Linked DNA regions of Mus musculus: regions 1, 3, 4 and 5 are each linked to region 2. A link is a contact called in public HiChIP or PLAC-seq and promoter capture Hi-C data. All regions are on one chromosome and are shown on one strand. The core of a region is the stretch at or near the end of the contact, and the rest is flanking DNA. Distances in the headings are between cores, read along the strand shown.

Region 1 (2,700 bases), core at 192-2,691, 760 kb after region 2:
GGATGGAAAGGCATTTCTGTGGCCAGTTTGTAAGGTATTTACTTTACCATTGCCTTGCCTGAGAGGAAAATGAACTGTAGATAGTGTCAGGAAACAGGAAGCCGGGGGCAGAGTCGCTTGTTAGTTTGACATTTCATGCAAACAGACCTTTGGGGTGCAGCTAGTGGAGTGGGCACATCACCCTTGTGTAAGGCAAAACAAGCCACCCAAGGAAATGTTCTGGTGTGAGGAGTAGTGGAAGCAGCCATGGGGCAGGTCCAGTGTGACCTGTGGAGCGCCAGCTGATGTCCTCTCTGTGCCTTAGGATAGGGACCTGTTATTATGTGGGGCTGGAAGACTTGGAATCAGCCTTGGGAAATGTTTCTAACTCCTGCTCCTTTGTTTGATGTCCTGACAGCCCATGAGAGATTGTGACCCATATTTCGCAGGGAAAGCTGTAAAGATCCGGAGGGGAAAGTGATTTAGCCACTACCAATTCAAAGTTCCCAGATCTAGAAAGCTCAGTTGACAGGGCAGGTGGACATCGGGCCTTAAATCCCTGCATAAAACATCATGCTTTGGGCTGTGAGATGGCTCAGAGGGTAAAGGCATGTTCCAGCAAGCCCCGATGATGTGAGTTTGATTCCTGGGACCCATATAATAAAAGGAGAGAACTGGCTTCCGAGAGATATCCTCTGATCGCCACATGTGTTTCTCTTCTCCCTAATAATTGAATTATAAAAAATTAACACATTTAAAAAGTCATACTTTGCCTCAAAAATACTTTCCCATATTCAGTCAGGATGGTGGGGGATGAGAGGGTCTTTGGGTATTGGGGGGGGATGGGAGGGTCTTTGGGTATTGGGGAACCTCAATCCTGAGGGATCCAGGCTGGTTTCGTTCTCCCTGGGAGTCCAGATCTGGATACTGTCTGCATACCTAGGAGTGGTGGGACCCATGCTCTCTTGCAGAGGATGATGTCATCTGGCAGATTGTGGAATTGCTCAAGAAAGCTGGAGACCAACTGGAAGAAGAGGTGAGGAGGCGCAGGCATCAGAGAGCGCCTGCAGAGCTGCTGCAGCTCCCGGTTCGTGCCCCGCCTCCCCGTCCAGTTAGCCCCACTCCCTAATTCCAGAAGCCACCTCCCGCTCTGGGTCGGCCCTGTCTGGGGTTGCCTTTCGCCTCTCCTCAAGGCCAGGGATCTAACCCAGTTTCTTTCTCCTCCCCACAGCAAGTGCAAATCCCTCAGCCAGAAGCGGTTCCTCCACGAAAGCCAACGCCACTCCCCAGGAAGAAATCCCAGGAGAAGAAGTCCAGCCTGAAGAGAGTCTTATCCCTCAAGAAGCCTGCCTCTGAGGAACCCAAGAGAGTCGGCACAGCCACTACCCTGGGCCCAGAAACCCGGCCCAAGAGGCCCAGCTTCCTACCCCTGTGTGTTAGTAGCCAGCGAGCTTCCACCTCCAGCAGCCTTGGTAAGCAGGCTCTAGCAGTTGCCATAGCAACTGCAGCTGCCTCCTGCTCTGGAATCTTTCTGATGCCCACACTATGCCTTGAGCAGTGTAGGGAGGATGGAGATGGAGAAGAGATCAAAGCTTTTCCCCTCCACATGGTCTCACTTGGGTACAAGTGGGATCCCTCAGAGCCAGAGCCGGAGGGAGAAGGGCTGGTCTCGTTGGCTCTTCGTGGGCGTTAGGGTGGATGGGGGCTAGACTTGTATGACACCGTTGTCAGGAGAGCGTGGATTTGGGGTCATAAGAGGAGAGATTTTCATGCAAGGCGGTTTAGGCCATGGCTCTTCTTCATTCGTGGCACGGAGCCAGGCACCTTCTGCCCCCTAGTGGACCAACCGAAAACAGCGGCTAGGTAAGGAAACCCCATGGAAAGAAAAAGAGAAGCCAAGGAAAGACAGTTCTTTTCATGCAGAGAGCATGGTCGGGGTCCGCAAACAGAGCCCCAGACCCGGCATAGCCTTGCAAGCCTTGCAGAGCCCACGGGTGGCGTACACTGGCACCTGCCCAGGCTCAGGTTGCTGGGCGTGGCTGACACACACACTGACTGTGACTTTCTGCTTCCCAGACTTGGAGGCGCCTGAGTTCCAAGAGGTCCCGTCTGTAGATGGTGGAGGCTCCCATCCCTCTGAGCTCCACACACCAGCTGCCATATTTCAGGGACCCGAGGAGAAGCCACTGCTGGACAGAGCCTCCGAATCCAGTTAGTCCCTTGCCCCTCAGAAACACCCCCCTCCGCCACCCCTACCCCCCCACCTCCAGCAAATAGCCCATCTGTCTAGACTCTGCCATTTGGAAAGGGCAAGTTGAGGCAGAGCGAGGGAGGCCAAGGCCTATTTCAGTCTCTCTGTGGGAGGCCTCGGGCTGTGGAGACAGCACATTTCACCCGTTAGCCTCAGTTTCCCCATTTTGCAAGGCTGGACCTTGAGATTTGCTGGAAGTTCTAATTGAATGACTGCCTGTAAGGTATAGCAGGGTCGGCCTGTCAGCCAACAGGTTGTGTTGCTACCGAGCGTGGTTATTGCCGTTAGGTGGGCGGCTGAGAGCTGCCGTGGTGCCAGGAAGGGGCTGAGAACACAGAAGGGAGGTTTCCATACAGTTATCGGTTTTATTATTATTATTATTTGTTTTTGTTCGAGACAGGATTTCTCTGCATAGTCCTGGCTGTCCTGGAACTCACTCTGTAGACCAGGTTGGCCTCGAACTCAGAAAT
Region 2 (2,700 bases), core at 101-2,600:
AGTTCCAGGACAGCCAGGGCTACACAGAGAAACCCTGTCTCAAAAAGTCAAAAAAAAATTACAAAATCTTCAGGAAAAGTAGTGTATTCAAAGAACTCAGAAAAGAGAAAAGACTTAAAAGTTGGAGGTACACTGGTATCTTTGGGGAACAGGGACGCTGGGATACAAGAACAGACTTCTCTGGCGTTTGAGTCAGACATATAGTTTTAAGACCATGTGTTGTTTTGACTATGAACTGATACTCAATATTGTCTATGAAAATCAGAGCCAGTTCAACTTATTTCAAAATATTTGCTGGGGTGGAGGGAGAATGAGCATCAGCAGTCGAGGTAAGAAAGTAATGGAATTTGAAGGGATATAGCAATCCCTCCCCTTGAAACCTAGCAAAAGGTTTCCGTATTTCCAGCCCGAGGATGAACCTGTGGACCCAATGTACGATCATCCCAATCTCAGGTGGCAATTTCCTAAGTGACAGTAGCAGTGCCTATTAGAGGAAAGCAGGAAAGCCAGGCGACTGAGCCAACAGAAAGCCAGGCCCGAGGAGCCACATTTTTACTTGACATCACAGATAGGTGAGCCTACTGGAAAGCTCATCGCTGAGGCTTCACAGCACATAAAATGGGTCTCATTTAACTCTTAAGTCGTCCCGGTGGGTGTGGGTGAAGCGGGGGTGGGGGGTGCCACTGGGAACTCAGTGTGGTCTGCGATGGGGCAAGTGAGAGAACAGGAAACAGCTTTGTAGAAGGGCAAGGCGGCAGATACGAACGTCCCCCTCCACCACAGCACCTTCGACTGGGGCCTCGCAGGGAATCCAAGCCAATCCTCTCATTTCCTCGGCCAGGGGAAGGCCAAAGGGCTATCGAGTGACCTACAATGGCAGACGCGCTGTGACCAGGCACTTCTAAGCGCTGCTAACCCCCGTATGCAGAGGGGAAAGAAGGGAACGCCATCTCCCCGACGGAGCTTCTCCTTTGGAAACGTCAGGTGTGATACTGTGTGCGCGGCGACCAGCAGCAGCGGCAACCTCGGCTCCGAGAGGTTGCTGGGGACAAGACAGGGGGCAGGAGCAGAGAGAGGCTACCCGAAAGCGGGCAAAGCGGCCGCCGCAGGGGAAGGATGCTGTGCCCGTGCGCCCGCCCGCTCGCACCCCCGGGGCCGCGCGCCTGCACTCACGCTGAGGGGATGGGGCGAGTAGCCGGCGAGCGGAGACGAGGGACCAGGCCGCCACTGTCGCCGCCCAGGCTGGCCCTGCAACCTCCTCCTCCCTCACTTTCGTTTTCCTCGCAGGGCCGGCTAGCTGCGCGGTCGCGCTCGGAACCCGCCCCGCGGGCGGCGCCGCTTGATAACGTCACGAGCCCGCCAGCCCCGCCCCCGCTGGGCTCAGGCTTGGCCCTGGGGAACTGCCCAGGTCGCACAGCGCGCAGGACCCGAGGCGCCTGCGCGGAAGGGGGACCGCGAAAGAATGGGGGGGCAGAGAAAAGCCACTAGGAAAATAACCCTTGTCTACTCTCGCCCTAAAGAAGGGAAATCAATACTTCACCTCAGTTTATTCATCTTGTTATGGATTACCTGAAGAAGGAAAACTCCCAAGATGTCTTAATAAATCATGTGGAGTCTTTATTATTTATTACCACCGGTGGGGCTGTCTCAGGCAGAGGAGCGGGAAGCACCCTCGGACCTCCAGTTTGTTCGACATTTTAAAGACAAGGACTGCAACTGTGATGTATACAGAAAGGCAGCTCCAAACATGTGCAACAAGCAAACATTGCTTTTTTTTTCTTTTCAGAAGCAGAGTGATAACAATTAAATGGTCAGGCAGTTAACCTTTAGGTCAGAATCACAATCACATGGTATAGAAATTTATGGCTGATCAAGAGACCAGTTTAGCATAAGATTTAATGACTGGTCGAAGTGACCGGAGACGAATTTTTGCCCAAAATAGTTTTAGCAATGAAAGTATTCTTAGGAGCTAGGTGGTAGTGTCGAACACCTTTAATGCCAGCACTCAGAAAGCAGAGACAGGCATATCTCTGTGAGTTCGAAGCCAGCCTAGTCTACATAGCTACTTCCAGGACAGCCAGGGATATATTGTAAGACCCTGACTTGGAAAGTGGGAAAAAAAAATCCTAGAAAGTGTTTCACAACATGGCGTAACTAGTTTGGTAGCTTACTACAGTATCGTCATTATATAGATTTAAGAATACAGTCAGAGGAGCCGGGCGTGGTGGCACACGCCTTTAATCCCAGCACTCGGGAGGCAGAGGCAGGCCTATTTCTGAGTTCGAGGCCAGCCTGGTCTACAAAGTGAGTTCCAGGACAGCCAGGGCTACACAGAGAAACCCTGTCTCGAAAAACAAAACAAACAACAACAACAACAAAAAAGAATACAGTCAGAGACACAAACTGGCCAAGGTCAAAGACCTGTTCCTGTTCCATAGGACATATTTAACATTGGACTAGGCATAGCTCAGTGTCAAGACTGTTCGTCCGGTACACACCAGATCCTAGATCTGATTCTCAATGCCTCAGACTAAAAGAAATAATGGCATCTGTGGCATTTGACCATATGCACTGAGATGGGCTGTAACTCTAACTCCTCTTCCCATTTTCAGACCAATATAACTTTGTTGGACATTCTCAGCTGCGTTTGTCTCTTAAACCCCGAGACTTCAAATGTCAACATATGTTCTCCCATAATGC
Region 3 (2,700 bases), core at 76-2,575, 970 kb after region 2:
GGGGGTCGCGAGAAGAGCGCGCAGGGCCGGCAGATCTCGCGAGAAGAGGGACGCGGCTTGGGGAGCCGAGGCAGGAACTCTCGGGGACTGGGCTCCCCGGGGCGCCAAGGGTGGAGGCCGCAGCGCGGGGCGCGCGCGCCTCTCTGTGGTCGCACGGGCGAATGCCTGGCGCCATGGCGGAAAGCCGCTGTGACAGCGTCGGGGAAGAGAGCCAAATGATCTTTGAACTCCGAGCAACCTGCTCACTAGAGTCGTCAATTTCCAAGAACAACTTGAAAGAACAGACAGGCCCTGTCCAGAAAGCTGTCGCATTCCGGTCTGCTCAAGGACAAGTGGCTCACCTCGGGATGCTGGTGAAACCTGCCCCCTAGGCAAATATTAGTCTTGCCTCAAAGCCCAGGCTCTCCCTCCAGGCGCTCCTACATGTTTTCAGGCAGAAGTGGCAGAAGGAGGTTCCAGGGACCCACAGGGAGTTCCAATGCACGAGGTCAGAGGTAGACATCATGAATGGCCACTTCCAGGCTGGGGACCAGCATTTGCAAGGCCCTGGGTTCAATACCCACTACTGGAAGGGGAAGGTACACACACACACTGCAAGTAGGTCATTCCATTTCAGGAAGGTCTTCTCATTTATTTATTTATATTTACACCACCTGCAATTCCGGCATTTGGAAAGACCAGAAAACCCTTCATATACATGCATACATATATATCTATTTACACAGCCTGTAATTCCAGCATTTAGAAAGACCAGGAGACCCTTTCATACTATTTATTTATATGTACAGAACCTGTAATTCCAGCATTTGAAAAGACCAAGAGACCTTTCTCTTATTTATTTATTTATACACAACCTGTAATTCCAGCATTTGGAAAGACCAGGGGACCCTTCTTATTTATTTATTTGTTTATTTATTTATTTGTTTATTTGTATTTACAAATCCTGTAATTCTAGCATTTGGAAAAACCAGGAGACCAAGCCTCTGCTGTGTAGTGATGAGACCGTATGTGCAACACCCCAAAAACCATCACTCGGGTTTGAGACCGACTCTTGCCCTTTAGAGCCATCCAAAGTTTAGAAATTTAAAAGAAAATTGGGGGGTGGGTATTAAAGACTTAATTCATGCCTCTGAGAGTATGGAGAACTACTAGGGCGAGCATTCTGACCGCATCTCATTTAGGTAAGTCTGTTGAGCTTTCTTAGGCCCTGGTTCTAGTCTCTACAAGATCAATGCGACCCTGCATTCCCACCTAGTGGAATCTTCCGTAGAAGCCGAGAAAGCTAATAAAAGTGAATGGGGAAAGTTAGACCCGTAAGAACCCACATCCACCCATGCCTACACCGAGCAGGAGAAAGGGGAAATCTTATTCTCGTGGCTATTTCTAGAAGATCCGGGTATGTGGAGGGCAGCAGGGACCCCTTCTCCTCGGCCCAGATGCCATCCTCGCCCGTCACCCGCACAGCCGGAACGCCCGCGGGTTCTGCAGCAACGGCTCCGGAACTGCCGGCCTCCGCGTCCGCAGCGCTGCCGCCAGCCAGGCTGGAGCCGAGTCTGTCCCCAGCGTCTGCGCTCCTGCGGGCCACCGGAAACCAGGTGAGCCTGGGTCGGGAGCGGTCCGGAGCTCTGGCTGCCGCCTGGGAGCTGACAGCCCGCTCGCGTCCCAGAGCGTGGCTGCTTGGGTCACCTGCAGAGCCAGGAGTGTCCCAGGCACAAGGAGTGGGTGAATGAATGAATGAATGAATGAATGAATAGCGGTGGTCCCTGGAACTTCTCTCTCCTTATAGAAAGGCTGCGTGAAACCGAAATGGCAAGAGACAACATGGAATTTGCATACTGGATCCTTTCAAAAATTCGCATCTCTGTGATGTCCACAGCTGAAGGAACTGGACTGTGGGCCCCCCACACTTCCACTCTCTGTGTCCTCATCAGGCCGCAGCTCAGGGCCCCCTTTGCTTCCAGACTTTACTGTTCTGCTCATTTTGTTCTCTCTGCCTTAAGCCCACCCTCTGTCCCCTCTCCTCCTTCTCTGTCTTCTAGTCCTTATTGCTGGACTTTGGGTCCCCCCATGAAGTCTCCACTGTTCAGCCCAGTAATGAGGATCTCTCTACCACACCTGCTTGGTATCACACTGACTAGCATTAAGGGAAGGTGTTTATGTGACCTGTCAGCAGCTGGAGGGCTGCCACCTTCAAGCATCTCCTGCCACTAGACCATCCCCAATACATTCTCCACCAAAACTGAGAGTCACAGGCAATGAGGTTTTTGGTTGGGAAATACAAGTGCTTTTTTTTTTTTTTTTTTTTAATTGGAAGTGAATTTTGTCTTATGGTTTTAGAAAGCATGTGAAAGATGACTTAATTAGGTAAAAGATATTCTTGTACCTTAACTAATTTTGAGGGTTTCTGGTCCTTTGAGTCAAAATTTTATAAATCGGGTTACATTTTTTTGCATTTAAAATATCCCAAATAGAGATTTTAAACGAATCAGTGAGTGGGTGAATGGATGGATGGACAGATGGCTGAGGGTAGCAGAAGCAAAAAGAGCTGTGTTAACGTGCTTGTATTTTTTTTTAAGTGTTTTTTAGCAATGAAAGCCTGCTTAAAGATAAAGGCTGGGACTACAGCTCAGGGTAGAGTAGCCCTGCATGTGTTAGGCCCTCAGATGGGTCCCCAGCCCAGGAAGGAAGAATCAAAAAGAA
Region 4 (2,757 bases), core at 256-2,755, 890 kb before region 2:
GCTCATTGCCGTTGAACCCGATGAGCTTGATCCCCGAGGCCACAAGTGGAAGGAGAACCTGCTCTTGAAAATTGTCCCCGACTCCTCCCATTAATAAATATAATAATCTAAAAAGAAACGGGTAACAGATAGCAGGCATTCAACGATTATTCTCCTAAATTGGAGTCCACGAGTTCTCTGGCTGCTAATGCCTGCAGTGGTAACAGGAGACAGTGGATGGCATCTTAGAAACCCAGCAGTACCACATCCTGGCTTCCACTGTGGGTTGAACACGTGAGGAGGCTGGGCTAGGGCCAGCGAAATCAGTGCCTATGTAGGGGCATGATCGTTTCCATTCCTTGGCAGTATGCATGGTAGGAGCTGTGAACATTGATAGGTGGAATGGAGTTCAGAAGACTTCAAGTGTAGTCGCTAGGTTGCCCAGAGCCCTAGCTAATGCCCCTACACAACTGTGGACAGCAGTTGGTTCCTCTGCCCCTGTGTAGTCATGTTTTCTGAGTTATGTGGGAACACTGAGGATGGTGAATCGAAATCGAACACAGGACTTTTCCATAGAGCTTGTGTCTGTGGCTCTGATTTCAGTCTCTTTAGTTCTTTATATGCCAACATGGGCCTTTCCACTGTATCTCTTTGGCACTAATCAGAGCGTCAGCTCTGGAGTTGCCACGGTTGCTACCCTTCTTCCATCTTTCCAGCTCCTGTTAGCTCTGTCCTTTTTTTCATGTGTACTGGTGGTGGGTGGCGGTGGTCATAACTGTAGTAAATGGGTGAGGTTTCCTTGCATGCAGGACAGTAGTGTTTCTCTATTACTTACATTGTGTAGAAGACAAAAGGGAAGTTTAGGCCAGTGAGATGGTTCACAGCAGGTAAAGTGCTTGTCACCCAGGCTTGACAACCTCTGTTAGATCCCTGGAGCCCAAGGGACCCCAAAGAGTTATCTGACTTCCACTCCCATATGCTGTGACTCGTTTGCCCCTCCCCCATACACAGACATAATAATTCTTTATAAAGAATATTTAAAAAGTGTAGTTTGGGAGGATGTTAACTAATATGTCCAAAGCTACAGCCTATTAAATGGTGCTGCCAAGGCTTGAACCCAGGCAGTGTAAATTTTTTTCTTTCTTTCTTTCTTTCTTTCTTTCTTTCTTTCTTTCTGTTTGTTTTTTTCGCAGGCTGGCCTCGAACTCAGAAATCTGCCTGCCTCTGCCTCCCGAGTGCTGGGATTAAAGGCGTGCACCATCACTTTCGATATCCTCTGATGCCCTGTTCTAAAGCCCCGCTGCCTCCAGAGGTGTGATGGATGCTGCCCTGTGTGCACTTGCAAAAGCCCAGGAACCATGTGAAGGAGAAAGTACAGGGAGCCGGGGAAGTGACTGATGAGTCCTCAGATCTAGAATAGTGTTTTCCCATCTGCTGAGTGAAGTGCAGTGCTGAGTCTTTGCAATATGATGTGTATTTCCAGCTTTGACAGTGGTTTTCTTTGGACTAGCCACAGGACTAGCTCAGTAGCCATGTGTGTTGTTATAAGGCCACTGTCACTGCAGCTTCAGAGGACAGGAGTCAGACATTAGTCTGTAGAGGAGTCAGCCAGCAGAAGAGGCATTGAAAAAAAAAAGCCCCCCCCCCCAACTCCAGCTCCTCTTTTCTGACTGGGGTTTAGGTGGAGTTGGGGTACCAGTGGAGAAGTTTGCTCTCATATCATCCTGAAGTTGTGAGGTGCCTTTCCCGTTCCAAACAGGGAATTACTCAGTATGCTTTGTTTGCTCTGGCTGCATTCCATAGACACCTTCAGAGTAGAGAGGCACTTGTGGGCCACCCACCACTCCAGCAGTTTCTAGGGAAAAGACTTGACAACTCCAGGAACTGTGAATGCCTTATACTGAAATATACAGTGAAATATACAGTGGAGGGAGGTCATGGGGAAGGATAGTTACTTATCTTCTGATGTATGAGCTCTGGGTAACCTACACAGTGAAGAGAGAGGAATTCTTGGTATTCAGGAGTCACTGTCACCTCCTCTTTCAGAGTCTCCTGTGGCTGTGCTGTGCTTAGCTCAGAGTGTGGTGAGCCTTCACCAGTTCGTGAGTGCTAGTTGAGAAGCAGATATCCCTGGAACTGAGCCCTGTGAATGGCTTCCTTCTCAATTTTCATTCTTTCAGTTTCTCCCAGAGGCCTCAGCCCACTAGAAAGAAGCACACAGGCTCCTCCAAAGTAAATGGCACCGAAGGGTTAGGAAGAGGACCAGTGGTTTCTGTCCCCACGAACAGGAGAGCGGGAGTTTTGTTTGGTGGTGAGGTGCTGCAGTGCTGTGGCTGAGCTGTGTGGGCTCTGAGGGCTGCACTGCGCTCCCTGTACTGCAGTGTGTCTAGCCTGAGAACAGTGGGGAACTCTGCACAGCACAGTGCTTTGCTGTGCTTAACCCTATTTGAAAAGAAAGCTGGGAAGTAGCCACTAGTAATTGGGGCTGACTGAGACTAGAGGAAAGGAAACCATATTCCCCTTTCACTTAAAAAAATATTTGTGTGCGTGTGCCTTTGTGAATATATCTTGTGGATGTGCACAGATAAGCCACAGAGGTCAAAGGAGGGCATTGGGTTGCCTGGAGCTAGAGTTCCACGTGGTTGTGAGCTGCCCAATGAGGCCTTTGGTAGCCGGTCAGTCCTCTCCAAGAGCCAAAGTGCTCTTAACTTCCCTCCAGCCCCAAGGAAAACTTTGTAATTAAAGCATTTAGTTTAAATAATGGAGATATTTAAATTA
Region 5 (2,726 bases), core at 201-2,700, 710 kb after region 2:
GCCACGCTTGGGATACTGTCTCTAACATGCCTTACTTCAGTTGTACTGTGTAAGCTAGGCATCATTCAGATATTCTGTAGCTAGTGAATTGATACCCACAACTAAAAGCCCATAAATACTACTGATGCTGGCACATCCCAGGGAATCAGAGACCCCCCAGGCTCCGGGCACTCCCTGGCTGATACCATGAGAAGGAAAGCAGAGAGCTGAGGTGGGAGCCAAGACCTAATGACATGCTCAAGCTCCCACGATCCTACCAACAGGCTCCTGAGAGAAACAAGGTGGGTTAGCCTGATCCACGCCATCTTTCTCCCACCCAGGCAATAACAGGATATGGATAAAAAGCCATTTCCTGCTCTCATGTAAGGGCTCCAGAAAGCACTATCCTTTCTCACACAGCCTTCCGAATCAGGGCTTCTTGACTCCCGACTGATTACGGACAGGAGAGGAGTAAGTCAACAGAAAGAAAAGGACATGAGACAGTATTTACAGTCCTCAGGCCAAGCTAATCTTGGTTTCCTAAGGTCCGGTTCCTGGCTTACCAAGGCGGCCCAAGCGGGGTGGTTGCCTGCCAGCACTAGTAGACTCAGGGGTCCACCCTAGATTTCTAGAATTAATTTCTGGGAGCCGTGCTAGCGACCTGCAAAACGCGTTTGAGAACTGCTACTTTAAGATTTTGTTTTTGTTCCTCTGGAGTGGGGTTGACGTTCTAATTCAAGGTTCGTCACAACTAATATTATTCCAACATTCTGTTTGGGAGATCATTTAAAAAGAAATCTCAAATTTCTAGGTAAACAATTGTCTATCAGCAAACAGACACCGTGAAAGAGCTTGGTTGGTCAGAGTTCCTGGCCTGTCTGTTAGTTCGTTTGCTGAATTCTCACTTAAAAGATTAGATTTACTTCTAAATAGTAAATCAGCCCAATCCAGGAATGTTCAGAAAGAATGACAAATTCCCACAAAGGGGAGGAGGTGTCCTCATGGCGCAAGCCTGACGACACTGTCTGCTATAAAAAGTTCTTATATGCAAGAAAAAAATCTCCCAGTTCTGCACTAAGCATGGGATGACAACAGAGGGGCGACAGGACCGACAGAAGATTCCAGAGGTTCTGGGAAAGCGCGACCAACCTTCCCCAGCCTGGGCTACCGGTGGCCCTGCGTGGTTGGTCGGCAGCCTCGCCCGGCTTCTCCTTTCTCCCCAGGCCGGGGAGGAGCCCGCACGGGGCCTCTCAGGCCGCAGCGTCGCGCCCGCCGCCATCATCAGCCCGCGCCATCACCTGCCCGCTCGCCCGCCCACCCTGTCACTCGGCACTCACCGGCCGCTTGCTGCCGCGCTCTCCGACACCGAGCCCCGAAGCCACCTCCAAGCTCCGGCCACCGCGCGCCCCCGCCCTGGCCGCGGATCCCCGGTTGAGTCACCCGGCCCTTCAAAACAAGAGCCCCGCCCACCGCGGGGCATGCCGGGAAGGCCGCGCGGCTCGCCCCGCCCCCGCCGCGGACTCCGCCATAGGCCGGGGCCTCGCCTGCCTGCCCGGCCGGCCGGGAACTGGGGCTCTTCGCCAGGGCGGCCCAGTAACGCGCGCCGCCGCCGCTTGCGCTCCATCACCCAAGGGGCTCAGACAGGAAAGCGAGCTGCAGGCTCGAAGGTGAAAGAGGCTGGGTCGCCCCGGAACGCGTGATGCTCACGGAAAGATGAGCCTATCGCCTTTGTGTGGCGGATGGATATGAACTGCAGCCCAAAGACAGAAAAACATCAACAACAACAAAACAAGATAAAAGAGAAAACAAAAACTTCCCCCCAACTCTTGAGTTTCACGGAACAATCTGCGATAGCAAACAAGATTCTACAGGTTTCATGTTACCTGGAAGCAAACTATTAGAAAGCTGGTTGCCTTGCTTCCTGTGAACCGCACAAGGGAACCTGAGAGGAGGAACCTGGCTCCATCTCTCAGGGTCACGGGGACTTGTGGCTTTTGTACTTAAGAAAGTTATCAGACCAGTTGATTACACCATCACAATGATTGCACAGACTTCTAGTTTTGGGTGTTTCGTTCTATTGGGGGTTTGCTTGTTTTAACCTTTATTTCCCTTCTCCCTCCTCCCTGGCTCTCCACTCTTAATACATGGGGTGTTCTTTGTTTTTTGAGACAGTCTCCTTTATCCCAGTATGGCCTTGCACCTCTGATCCGACCTTCACCATGTGAGTGATGGATAGGGTTACAGACAAGCCCTACCGTAGCCGAATTATGAAGGGCTCTGGTGTAACCCAGGGCTTCATGCACCCTAGGCCATTATTCTACCAGTTGAGCTACGTCTCCAGGTCCGAGTTCATTTTATTGAGATGTGACGCCGCAGCCCATGTTGAATTTGCTGTGTAGCCAAGGATGGCTTTGGACTCCTCATCCTCCTGTCCCTGTCTCCCAAGTGCTGACATTATTCTACTTTAAAACTGCTGCTGAGCACTAAATAAACTAATAAAACCACGCAAAAAAATATAGGGAATACCTGTGTGCACAGCATTAATCCTAGCACTTGGGAGGTAGAGGCAGGAGGATCAGGAAATCGAGGTCCCCCTTATTTGGCTTATGTTGCTTCTGGGGGGGGGAGGGGAGGAGGGGGACGGGTCTACCTTGCCCAGTTTCCCCCATACCACCTGTCACTAAGGGAAGTCAGGGAATCCAGTCAGGAAACTGGGTCTACAAAGTGAATTCCAGAACAGCCAGGGC

The links. Promoter capture Hi-C pulls out the DNA fragments that hold promoters and counts their contacts. HiChIP or PLAC-seq counts read pairs in DNA pulled down with a chosen protein or histone mark.
Region 1: a contact with region 2 is called in a promoter capture Hi-C map of pre-B cells, with 2.4 times the contacts expected there. The contact joins the promoter of 1700030A11Rik here to the promoter of Cmtr1 in region 2. A contact is called at or near these places in 2 of 39 promoter capture datasets (hippocampal neurons and pre-B cells).
Region 3: a contact with region 2 is called in an H3K4me3 HiChIP or PLAC-seq map of bone marrow-derived macrophages, with 5 times the contacts expected there. The contact joins the promoter of Slc26a8 here to the promoter of Cmtr1 in region 2. A contact is called at or near these places in 2 of 39 promoter capture datasets (erythroid cells and pre-B cells) and 1 of 115 datasets of contacts at active chromatin or transcription factors (bone marrow-derived macrophages).
Region 4: a contact with region 2 is called in a FOXA1 HiChIP or PLAC-seq map of pancreatic cancer cells. The contact joins the enhancer-like site here to the promoter of Cmtr1 in region 2. A contact is called at or near these places in 1 of 39 promoter capture datasets (embryonic stem cells), 3 of 115 datasets of contacts at active chromatin or transcription factors (embryonic basal ganglia, forebrain and pancreatic cancer cells) and 1 of 9 other capture datasets (macrophages).
Region 5: a contact with region 2 is called in a promoter capture Hi-C map of pre-B cells, with 4 times the contacts expected there. The contact joins the promoter of Kctd20 here to the promoter of Cmtr1 in region 2. A contact is called at or near these places in 2 of 39 promoter capture datasets (liver and pre-B cells), 1 of 484 Hi-C or Micro-C datasets (B cells), 1 of 115 datasets of contacts at active chromatin or transcription factors (memory CD8 T cells) and 1 of 9 other capture datasets (liver).

The regions. Positions count from the first base shown.
Region 1 is chr17:28,904,006-28,906,705 of GRCm38.p6, reverse strand. 1700030A11Rik (RIKEN cDNA 1700030A11 gene) reads right to left here and starts at 1,441. Exons shown (of 3, transcript NR_045457.1): 1 at 1,407-1,441; 2 at 919-1,003; 3 at 1-702. It overlaps Bnip5 (BCL2 interacting protein 5), which reads left to right. Exons shown (of 12, transcript NM_172450.3): 4 at 951-1,015; 5 at 1,211-1,451; 6 at 2,056-2,190.
Region 2 is chr17:29,659,245-29,661,944 of GRCm38.p6, reverse strand. Cmtr1 (cap methyltransferase 1) reads right to left here and starts at 1,350. Exons shown (of 24, transcript NM_028791.6): 1 at 1,174-1,350. All of the region lies in intron 7 of Gm28043 (predicted gene, 28043), which reads right to left.
Region 3 is chr17:28,688,612-28,691,311 of GRCm38.p6, reverse strand. Slc26a8 (solute carrier family 26, member 8) reads left to right here and starts at 1,325. Exons shown (of 20, transcript NM_001290320.1): 1 at 1,325-1,595.
Region 4 is chr17:30,549,954-30,552,710 of GRCm38.p6, reverse strand. The region is part of intron 1 of Btbd9 (BTB (POZ) domain containing 9); the gene reads left to right. Among named protein-coding and RNA genes, the nearest start is that of Btbd9, 25 kb to the left of the region's middle. RefSeq lists an enhancer at 161-2,757. Within about 2 kb of position 1,505, at least 61 of the 459 cell types and tissues checked have an H3K27ac peak or open chromatin away from gene starts, as enhancers often do. A contact at or near this core is called in embryonic stem cells and pancreatic cancer cells, where this site is marked.
Region 5 is chr17:28,951,160-28,953,885 of GRCm38.p6, reverse strand. It overlaps Kctd20 (potassium channel tetramerisation domain containing 20), which reads right to left and starts at 1,450. Exons shown (of 8, transcript NM_001356300.1): 1 at 1,317-1,450.